2 separate regions of the Macaca mulatta genome follow, and region 2 is linked to region 1. A link is a contact called in public Hi-C data. All regions are on one chromosome and are shown on one strand. Each heading gives the region's core, a stretch centred on a gene start, on an enhancer-like site or on the middle of the called end of the contact. The rest is flanking DNA. Distances are from core to core; before and after follow the strand shown.

Region 1 (5,517 bases), core at 1,278-3,777:
TCAAACTAGCTACACCCTCAAGTCATTAGTTAGTACAAATCCAAAAATAAATATATTCTTGTTTATCCTAGTGAAAACATTGATCTTATAGATAATAGCCCTCTTAAAATAATTTTTTTTTTGTCAGATTGGTTACATTTAAGGATGTGTTTCTATGCACACCAGATAAAATGAAGTTTATAACACAGCAACACTGTTATGCAGAAAAGGTGCCTGTGTGTTTTTGGTTTGGGTTTTTCTTTTTTTAAGGATTTGTTTCTCATTTAAAAAAAAAAAAAGTATATAATACAAGTAGCTAATGGTCAAAAATTATTTGCTTTTACCCACAAAAACAGTTTTGCTTGTGGTTGATCCTTACAGAGCCAGTCAGATGGCTACATAGGGTGTTCTTTCCAGTAAAATTCTAAGTCTGACAACCTGGGCCTATTGCCAGCCTACATACTTTATAAGTTTGACAAGATAAATAGAAATTTACTACCCAGCACTAGTTTACTCTGAATCAAAAGCTGACTTAATTATTTTGGATTGATCTTACCTAACCACTTATGGTTGGCCTGAAGAATATTAGTTTCCTATTATAGTGTTAAGGAAAGCTGATTTTTACTACAATTCTAATTTTCAGACGTTGGAAAACAAGTAATTTCTGTGGCCAACATTTATTTTGAATACCTTGGCATCCTTTCTTTGCCACATTCTTCTTAGTATTCTTCATGGAGTTCCTTTCTTTTAAAATCAATGGAATGGCAGGGTTGCCACTATTGTCCTTGTATGGTTCACATCAATGATCTGTTGTTGTTATTATTATTATTATTTATTATTTGAGACAGAGTCACACTCTATCACCCACTGGAGTGCAGTGGCTCAATCTTAGCTCACTGCAACCTCCTGGGTTCAAGCAATTCTCCCACCTCAGCCTCTCAAGCAACTGGAATTACAGGCACAAGCATCCCGGCCCAGCTAATTTTTTTATTTTTTTATTTTTAGTAGAGACAGGGTTTCACCACGTTGACCAGGCTGGTCTCAAACTCCTGACTTCAAGTGATCCACCCACCTTAGCCTCCCAAAGTGCTGGAATTACAGGCGTGAGCCACCGCGCCTGGCCTGTTATTACTTTTTTACATCAGTGGTTATTCTGTGTTAGTCTCTTGAACAACATGCAGCTTTTACTAGGAGCATGTCTGGTATTTGAATTAGAAAGGAAGGTATTAGTATTCATTGAGGGCTTACAATAGAGCAGGTGCTTCATAGTCACAAATTCTTTGACCCCTCACAACAACCCTCTATGAAGTAGCTCCTCCATATAATAGATGAGGAAAACTGAGACTTCGCCACATCCCCATAGTTACAAACCAGTAAGAAGGATTAGCAGCCAGGTGTACTATGAATCCGGAGGCCCTACTCTCTTCTGCTACCACTTATCACCTCCTTCTACAGTTTCTCTTTGCCTTGGTTTTTCAGTTCCCTTCGATTCAAGTAACAAATAACAAGAGGAAATATATAAGAAGGAAAGGAGGGAGATGGCTTTGGGAGGAGGAGAGGGAAGAGAGTGAAGCAATCTTTAATTCTGAAAACAGGGAAAACAAATATTTAGAAAGTAAAACCGATTTCCATCCTTTACATACGATTATACATCCTATACAAAACTCTGGAAATTTGCCCATTGAGGTAATTATGGAGCACTACCTAATGTGTTTCACGGAAAGCTCCTCTGTTTGGGCTATGCAGGATTTACAGGGAGTTTAAATCATTAAATAACCATAGTTGACCCCTATTTGGTTAAGAGAGTAAGCAATTATTGCAAAGAGGTCTTCCCTGCCTTCCACAAACAGCACAAAAATGGTTCTGAAGGGATTTACACAATACATCAACATCTGTGCTGTACCTAGAGTTGTTAAAATAATTGTGATGACAGGTGTCTAGGTACCACTTTCTTAATGGTTTTCAATATCCATTGATTTATTGTTGTGGCTTTCTCTTCCCCTTTACAGCTTTGGCTTTAAGAAAGAGCTGGGGAACAGATTTTGCACGAGAGGCTGATTCTTTATTCCAATGCTGAAAAGAAGTAATAAAAATAATCACTTGGCTTTTAAGCAGAAAGCTTCCATTTACAGTATTTCACCCTTACCCCGCCCCCTTCCAAGCCCCTTGTTATCTAACATAATGGTTAGAATACATTTCCGTCTCTCCCTTTAATAATTTCATGCATTAACATCCTCTTCACACACTGTACACACACGCACGCCCGCACACACACGCGCGCGCATACACACACACAGCAAAAGGAAAAAAGAGGCAGCAGAAATCTCAGCTGTACTTCTAGCCCTTTTAAAAAGTTTGCTCTGTAAATTGGAATGAGGTCAGATTTGGAGCTTCTCATTGCACGCGGAGATTATTATTGCATCGGGTTCCAAGCCAATGGGAAGCCCGGGGGAGGGGTTTGGCATGAGGAAGCGTTGGTTACAGCAGCTGATTGGCTGCAGCCAAGACTGTGAAAGGATAAAGAGGCGCGAGGCGGAATTGGGGTCTGCTCTAAGCTGCAGCAGGAGAAACTGTGTGTGAGGGGAAGAGGCCTGTTTAGCTGTCGGGTCTCTAGTTCTTGCACGCTCTTTAAGAGTCTGCACTGGAGGAATTCTTGCCATTACCAGCTCCCTTCTTGCAGAAGGGAGGGAGAAACATACATTTATTCATGCCAGTCTGTTGCATGCAGGCTTTTTGGCTTCCTACCTTGCAACAAAATAATTGCACAAACTCCTTAGTGCCGATTCCGCCCACAGACAGTCCTGGAGCCAGAGTCTTTTTTGCTTTGCATTGTAGGAGAGGGACTAAGTGCTAGAGACTATGTCGCTTTCCTGAGCTACCGAGAGCGCTCGTGAACTGGAATCAACTGCTTCAGGGAAAAAGAAAAAAAAAAAAAAAAAAGACTTGCCTGGGAGGCCGCGAGAAACTTGTATTGGAAGCTTCAGCAACCAGCATTCGAGAAACTCCTCTCTACTTTAGCACGGTCTCCAGACTCAGCCGAGAGACAGCAAACTGCAGCGCGGTGAGAGAGCGAGAGAGAGGGAGAGACTCTCCAGACTGGGAACTATAACTCCTCTGCGAGAGGCGGAGAACTCCTTCCCCGCATCTTTTGGGGACTTTTCTCTCTTCGCCCACCTCCGCCCCTGCGAGGAGTTGAGGGGCCAGTTCGGCCGCCGCGCGCGTCTTCCCGTTCGGCGTGTGCTCGGCCCGGGAAGCCGGGAGGGCCCGGCGATCGCGCCGCGGCCGCCGCGAGGGTGTGAGCGCGCGTGGGCGCCCGCCAAGCCGGGGCCATGGTGCAGCAAACCAACAATGCCGAGAACACGGAAGCGTTACTGGCTGGCGAGAGCTCGGACTCCGGCGCCGGCCTCGAGCTGGGCATCGCCTCCTCCCCCACGCCCGGCTCCACCGCCTCCACGGGCGGTAAGGCCGACGACCCGAGCTGGTGCAAGACCCCGAGTGGGCACATCAAGCGGCCCATGAACGCCTTCATGGTGTGGTCGCAGATCGAGCGGCGCAAGATCATGGAGCAGTCGCCCGACATGCACAACGCCGAGATCTCCAAGCGGCTGGGCAAACGCTGGAAGCTGCTCAAAGACAGCGACAAGATCCCTTTCATTCGAGAGGCGGAGCGGCTGCGCCTCAAGCACATGGCTGACTACCCCGACTACAAGTACCGGCCCAGGAAGAAGGTGAAATCCGGCAACGCTAACTCCAGCTCCTCGGCCGCCGCCTCCTCCAAGCCAGGGGAGAAGGGAGACAAGGTCGGTGGCAGCGGCGGGGGCGGCCATGGGGGCGGCGGCGGCGGCGGGAGCAGCAACGCGGGGGGAGGAGGCGGCGGTGCGAGTGGCGGCGGCGCCAACTCCAAACCGGCGCAGAAAAAGAGCTGCGGCTCCAAAGTGGCGGGCGGCGCGGGCGGCGGGGTCAGCAAACCGCACGCCAAGCTCATCCTGGCAGGCGGCGGCGGCGGCGGGAAAGCAGCGGCTGCCGCCGCCGCCTCCTCCTTCGCCGCCGAACAGGCGGGGGCCGCCGCCCTGCTGCCCCTGGGCGCCGCCGCCGACCACCACTCGCTGTACAAGGCGCGGACTCCCAGCGCCTCGGCCTCCGCCTCCTCGGCGGCCTCTGCTTCCGCAGCGCTTGCAGCCCCGGGCAAGCACCTGGCGGAGAAGAAGGTGAAGCGCGTCTACCTGTTCGGCGGCCTGGGCACGTCGTCGTCGCCCGTGGGCGGCGTGGGCGCGGGAGCCGACCCCAGCGACCCCCTGGGCTTGTACGAGGAGGAGGGCGCGGGCTGCTCGCCCGACGCGCCGAGCCTGAGCGGCCGCAGCAGCGCCGCCTCGTCCCCCGCCGCCGGCCGCTCGCCCGCCGACCACCGCGGCTACGCCAGCCTGCGCGCCGCCTCGCCCGCCCCGTCCAGCGCGCCCTCGCACGCGTCCTCCTCGGCCTCGTCCCACTCCTCCTCTTCCTCCTCCTCGGGCTCCTCGTCTTCCGACGACGAGTTCGAAGACGACCTGCTCGACCTGAACCCCAGCTCAAACTTTGAGAGCATGTCCCTGGGCAGCTTCAGCTCGTCGTCGGCGCTCGACCGGGACCTGGATTTTAACTTCGAGCCCGGCTCCGGCTCGCACTTCGAGTTCCCGGACTACTGCACGCCCGAGGTGAGCGAGATGATCTCGGGAGACTGGCTCGAGTCCAGCATCTCCAACCTGGTTTTCACCTACTGAAGGGCGCGCAGGCAGTGGGGAGCGCCGGGGGTAGGAGAGGAGAAAAAATAAAAATAAAAAATGAAACGAAAAGGACAGACGAAGAGTTGAAAGAGAAAAGGGAAAAAAGAAAAAAAAATGAGCAGGGCTGGCTTCGACCGCATTCCCGTCGTCGGAAAGCGCGGCGGCGTTTTGGACCCGCGCTCCCATCCCCCACCTTCCCGGGCCGGGGACCCACTATGCCCAGCCGGAGGGACGCGGAGGAGGCAGAGGGTAGACAGGGGCGACCTGTTATTGTTGTTATTGATGTTGTTGTTGATGGCAAAAAAAAAAAAAGCGACTTCGAGTTTCCTCCCCTTTGCTTGAAGAGACCCCCCTCCCTTTCCAAAGAGCTTCCGGACTTGTCTGCACCCCCAGCAAGAAACCGAGTTAGTTTTCTAGAGACTGAAGGAATCTCCCCATTCCTGCATCACCACCTTGGTTTTGTTTTATTTTACTTCTTGGTCAAGAAAGGAGGGGATAACCCAGCGCTCCCCTCCCCTCCCCCCTTTTTAAACGCCTGATGAAGACAGAAGGTTCCGGGGTGACGAGTTTGGCCGATGGCAGATGTTTTGGGGGAGCGCCGGGACTGAGAGACTCCACGCAGGCGAATTCCCGTTTGGGGCTTTTTTTTTTCTCTCTCTTCCTTTTCCCCCTGCCCCGTCTGCAGCCAGAGGAGGAGATGTTGAGGGGAGGAGGCCAGCCAGAGTGACCGGCGCTAGGAAATGACCCGAGAACCCCGTTGGAAGCGCAGCAGCGGGAG
Region 2 (5,517 bases), core at 821-3,320, 1.0 Mb before region 1:
TTAATTTTTCTTTCAGTTGAATCCTCAGAAATCATCCTTTTCTTGTTTCATTTGCAATGAGGTCATGATGCTTCATAAGGAACAAGGCAGTCCATTTCCATGGCAACACACTCTATCAAAACATCACAAATCTGTCGTGCCCCTTACCTTTAAACTCTCGAATGCTAAGAGGAGGAGGTGTGTAAGGAGCAGCATTGTTCTTACAGCATAACTATAGGATCACAAGGAGAGGGAAGTCAATTAATTAACTCAAAAGTACCTTAAGTTGACTTAGCTATAGACATATATATGTAAGGAATTTATTTTTTATGTTGTATTTAACAGTGTTTTGAGGATGGAAAAATGAACATTCCAAAACACTGATTTAAAGATCATTATTTAGTGTCTGAGAACTGTAAAAGAAGAATAAATAGCTGAGTTATGTTACACATGTAAACATGTTACACAGTTACTCCAGTCATGAGAAGTCTACCTTTGTCTGGAGGCCCCAGCACATGTCTCTATCAGTCATTTTGGCTTAAGCTAGGATATTTGCAGCATGATAGTGACACCTGTCTTTTAAACAAGTTCCAGAATTTTGTCAATTTTCTTTTTCTTTTTAACCATTAAAAGGAGGTGTTAGCAAGATGGTGTGACTCCTGGGTATGGAATAGGAGAACAATTGGTGTTTCATCATTGCTGAAAATTTTATGCTCTTTGAAATTGGGTATGAAGTATAATAAAAGTCAACAGTTTTGTGAGATTTTGTGGTAAAGCAATTCTTATTTTATTAACTTCACGTCTTCTGCATTTTCAGATTTTATTCTGTAGCATTTTTACTCCCGGGTAACGCATTTATTTGTGTGACCTGTGAAGATGGTAAATGTTGCAATGCTTAGCACCTTCTGTTTCTCCGTGTTCCTCGTAGCAAACTCTATGCTAGTCCTTGTCATAGAACCTACCCATTGTACTTTAGGAGTCAGCTCACAGGACTGACACCTCCCACTTGACTGCAGCCACCTTGGAGGCAGGAGCTTGCTTTTCTCTCTGTGTGGTGTGGAGCAGGTGTTTAGTAATGTTTGTTGAGAGAACAGTGGTCAGAATGAATGGGATTAGTTGTTTGTGATAACTTTTTTTCTCTATATGGCACAGGTATATATATATATTTTATTTTTTTACTGTGTATGTATAAAATGAGGTTGGAATATGTTCTCCATACCCATTTTGTATTTAAAAAAGTTTTTTGTAGTGTATTTTGAAATCTTGGTAGGCTATTTCCATTTGCCTTTTCAGGCCTCCATATACACTGCTATTACAAGGGACTTCTGTCTGTGTTCCCCATTTCCCTTCTTTGTTGGCGACCTAACCTTGGTGACCGTAAGCGATCGGTTGTGAAAGAAAGAGCTGTAAGTGGGGAAGGCTTTCAGAGTCTGTAGGTACTACCTGGTGGCAGTATTAACACATTCTATTATGAAAGATTTGACAGAGAAAAGGATTAACAGAATAAGGACCAGTTATATATCACCTACCCAGATTTAGAAGTGAAACATTAATGATATAGCTGCAGCCCTCCATGTATGGGGTGGAGGTTAGGTGGGAGTATATTTTTCATTTTCACTTTGTACCTTTTTCCTCTAGAAAAGCTTCAGACTTCAGAAGAGATCTTTCCCTGCTCTGTGCTTTCATAGTACTACCCCAGGCCTAAGTGTATTATTAAACCTGCCAATGTATTATAACCATCTGTTCAGATGTCTGTCACCTCTACCAGGCTGTACTTCATCTTTGTGTTTTCAGCATCGTACATAATAGCTGGAATGGAATAGGTGCTCAGTAAGTGCTTGTTGTGTGAATGACTGAATGAATGAATAGGTACAATTCTTTTCTCAAAATACCATGTTCATATAGGATTCTGTTTAGCAAAACTATTTCCTTGTCTAGCCCACAGTTACAGGGCCTTGGTGCTCTGATTTGAACAAATTGAATTAAACATAAAATCCTGTAGAACAGATGCATTTACAAGTCTGTGCTCACACAGCTGCTGGTCTATTTAATAAAAACATTGCTGTTTTGATTGGGTATTCATAGTCTTTCTTTTTGTTAACTCTATTAGTATCATGGTGTAAGCAGACTACAGTCTAGGGAAGATGAGTGGAAGAATGAGCCAATGATCAGAACTCAGAGAGACAATAGGAGATGGATGTCAAGAAGATGGATGGGGAAAATGTTTTAGTCTTAGGTGTAGTTACAATAAAAAGAACAAATACATGTATTTGTCTTCCCTGGACCATATCTCATAAATCTCTGACTCCATATTTCTTATGCAATTATTGTAACCTTCCTTCCCCTAAATCACCTAAGTGTGTATAACATTCCTACTCTAAGTTACAAAAAATAGATACTGATGCATTTGCCTTTTAAATTTTTAAAAATTCAGGTATAATTTACATCCAATAAAATGTATATATCTTAAGCGTTCAGTTCAGTGATTTTTTTTCCCATTTATGCACCTATGTAAACACTACCCCAAACAAGGTAGGGGATATTTCCATCACCCCAGAAAATTTTTTCCTACCTCTCTCCAGTCAACCCTCCTTTTCCTTTCCCCTCCCCTCTGCAGCAGCCACTTTCTGATTCTGATCCCACTCGTTCTTGGGAGTCATATGAATGGAATCATAGTATGTACTTTTATGTCTGGCTTCTTTTATTCAAGACACTGTTTTTGGATTTATCCATGTTGTTGCATGTATAAATTCAATTTGCTTCTAGCAACAGAAATGTGTATACTAGAAATCAAATACAAATTTATTTTTACCTTAAAGTTGAGAGACTGAGTAGTGCCTTTTTAGGAGTATTCCACAGCAGCTCACATTTATAGAGTGCCAGTCCCTGTGCTCTGTGCTTTACACACATTATCTTATTTAATTGTGTTTTGGGATTGTTTTAGTTGTTTACTTAGTTCTCTATGGCAGACATGTTTGGTGAAAGCATTGACATCCGATGAAGAAGCTGACTTGATGTTTGACAAAAGAAACTGTCTTGTCATATAAAATTCTGATTGTTTTCTCAGGACTAAGTACCAAGCACTGTTTATGGCAGACATTGATGAGCTTAAGTCATGAACCAGGAGGAAAAGTATAAAAGGACAATGGAAGAGAGTTACTGGGTGGGAAAGAAAGAAGTGCAGTAGCTAGATTAGATTCCTCATATACTATCTATGATGAAATTTTTGAGACAGAGTCTCGCTCTGTTGCCCAGGCTGGAGTGTAGCGGCGCAATATCAGCTCACTGTAACCTCCACCTCCTGGGTTCAAGCGATTCTCCTGGCTCAGCCTTCCGAGTAGCTGGGATTACGGGCCTGCACCACCATACTTGGCTACTTTTTGTATTTTTTTGTAGAGACAGGGTTTCAACATGTTGCCCAGGCTGGTCTCGAATTCCTGACCTGAAGTGATCCACCTGCTTTGGCCTCCCAAAGCACTGAGATTACAGGTGTGAGCCACTGTGCCTGGCAAAATTGCCTTTCTTCATAGAAGAAAGTTGCAAAATATACAGGAATGAAAGTATATTGCATACAATGTGGATGCCTGAAAAAAAGCATGTATAAATTGTGCTTAGCCTCTCAAAGATGCTTGTAATCAGTGCCCTTATTTTTGTTCAGAATTATATCAGCCCAGTTTTGAGTTTTTACATATAGCTTTTGTTTTACTAGCACATATGTAATACCTGTTATGGTGCCAGTTCATTGTCCTGATTGCTTTACGTATATTAATTATCAAAACTCTGCGAAGTGGAAATTTTTTCGGTTTTTTAGTCCGTGTTTTCCACATGAGGATACTGATGCAATGCGAGGTTAAAGAACTAGGCCTGAGTCACATAGGCAGTGCAGGTGGAGCTGGCATTCTAACCTGGTCTGATTTTGGAGCCCGTGCTGTTAGTCACTACACCGTGTGCCTCAGCCTCCCCTCTCCCTAACATGCTTCTCATTCATTCTTGATCCTAGGGATGATGCTGGTTGAGTATTTCAAGGTTTGTAAAGATTGACCGTATCAAAACAGATGTAGCAATTGGGCCTTTGATAATTTCTATAATTCACAAAATAGATCTTAAAATTGCATAGTTCTGGTTTTTGCAGGGGAGGGAAGGATATGTAGGAAGGGATGATTTATAATTTGAAATCTGTGGTAGTAGAAGAGCAAGTACCTTAAGCCTCAGCAGAGCTAATTACATACCCAATTTTGTGCTTATTCAAGTCTGTATTTATAGTAGATTGGTGTTTCTTGGCTAGTTGGCCGTAGGCCCTGGGAGTGAGACCACAGGGATGGTCTGTGAATGTATGTACATTTGAATTAGGCAATGGCAATTGGAAGTATTTTATTACCACATGAGGTCCTTGTACTCAGATTGGGCACACCTGCAGTAGGTCATTGACATTTATAATCTAACATTTGGGGTTTTGATTATTTTCAAGCCCCCAGAAAGTCCATGACATTTAGTAGTTTGTTATGAAAATAATATCAGTTTCATAGAGTTGTGGGGTTCTGAGAATTAAACAAAAATAATATATGTAGGCGTTAGCTGCTGGAAGGCTGGAATACAGATTCTAGTCATTTGGTGAGTGAGTGAACCTAGCAGAGGTCCTCCCGTGTCTGCTTGTGACATTCTGCATTTGGGAGTCTTAGAGTGCATCAGAGACTGTGCCGTGGGTGCACTATTATGGCCACTTCTCGTCCTTGCTGGACTGTGAGTCTTCTCTAGACTCAGGGCTTCAGAGTTACTTCTGCCCCTTTGTCCTTCATGGAACACTTACTTTCTACTTCTGTTTAGTCTTTCAATATAAAGTTCCTTTATTTTTAATTACCAAACTTCCCTCTCCAGGTTATAAGTAAGGTTGTTTTTGGCCATCACCTTTCTTAGCTATGGGTTAAAGCATTCTGGGTACTATTTTCTCCTTTTTATCATTGTGCCATAGCCCTTGTGTCTCTCCTTTCAACTCATGGTTAGGCTGGTTTCATTGGCACTTAACTTTTTACTTTTTTTTTTTTTTTTTGAGACGGAGTTTCGCTTTTGTTGCCCAGGCTGGAGTGCGATGGCGTGATCTTGGCTCACCGCAACCTCCGCTTCCCGGGTTCAAGCGATTCTCCTGCCTCAGCCTCCTGAGTAACTGGGATTACAGGCATGCGCCCCCGCGCCTGGCTAATTTTGTATTTTCAGTAGAGATGGGGTTTCTCCATGTTGGTCAGGCTGGTTTCGAACTCCCGACCTCAAGTGATCCAACAGCCTTGGCCTCCCAAAATGCTGGGATTACAGGCGTGATACTTTTTACTTTTTAAACCTTAAAATGCATTATTAAGTTTTCCAAGAGAAGCCCCGATATTTTTGTAGCTTGGCCTCCAGAACTTCAGTTGTCCCTGATGTAGTAGGTCATCTCCTTGCTTCCTACTAAAGTAGAGCACTGGATGTTGTTTGTTAAGGAGTGATTTTCCCATTTACTAACTCATAAAATTTGCTGACTCTGTTTTTTGGTGAGAAGCCTTATAA

What was found. Hi-C and Micro-C count contacts between places; a contact is called where the count stands out from the background.
Region 2: a Hi-C map of fetal cortex germinal zone shows a contact between it and region 1, with 8 times the contacts expected there. The contact joins the enhancer-like site here to the promoter of SOX4 in region 1. A contact is called at or near these places in 7 of 14 Hi-C or Micro-C datasets (CD4 T cells, blood, fetal cortex germinal zone and 3 more).

Annotation. Positions count from the first base shown.
Region 1 is chr4:161,526,789-161,532,305 of T2T-MMU8v2.0, reverse strand. It overlaps SOX4 (SRY-box transcription factor 4), which reads left to right and starts at 2,527. Exons shown (of 1, transcript XM_001098923.5): 1 at 2,527-5,517. The coding sequence starts at 3,309. The coding sequence ends at 4,736.
Region 2 is chr4:162,550,059-162,555,575 of T2T-MMU8v2.0, reverse strand. All of the region lies in intron 4 of CDKAL1 (CDK5 regulatory subunit associated protein 1 like 1), which reads left to right. Among named protein-coding and RNA genes, the nearest start is that of CDKAL1, 44 kb to the left of the region's middle. Within about 2 kb of position 2,070, at least 3 of the 40 cell types and tissues checked have an H3K27ac peak or open chromatin away from gene starts, as enhancers often do. A contact at or near this core is called in fetal cortex germinal zone, where this site is marked.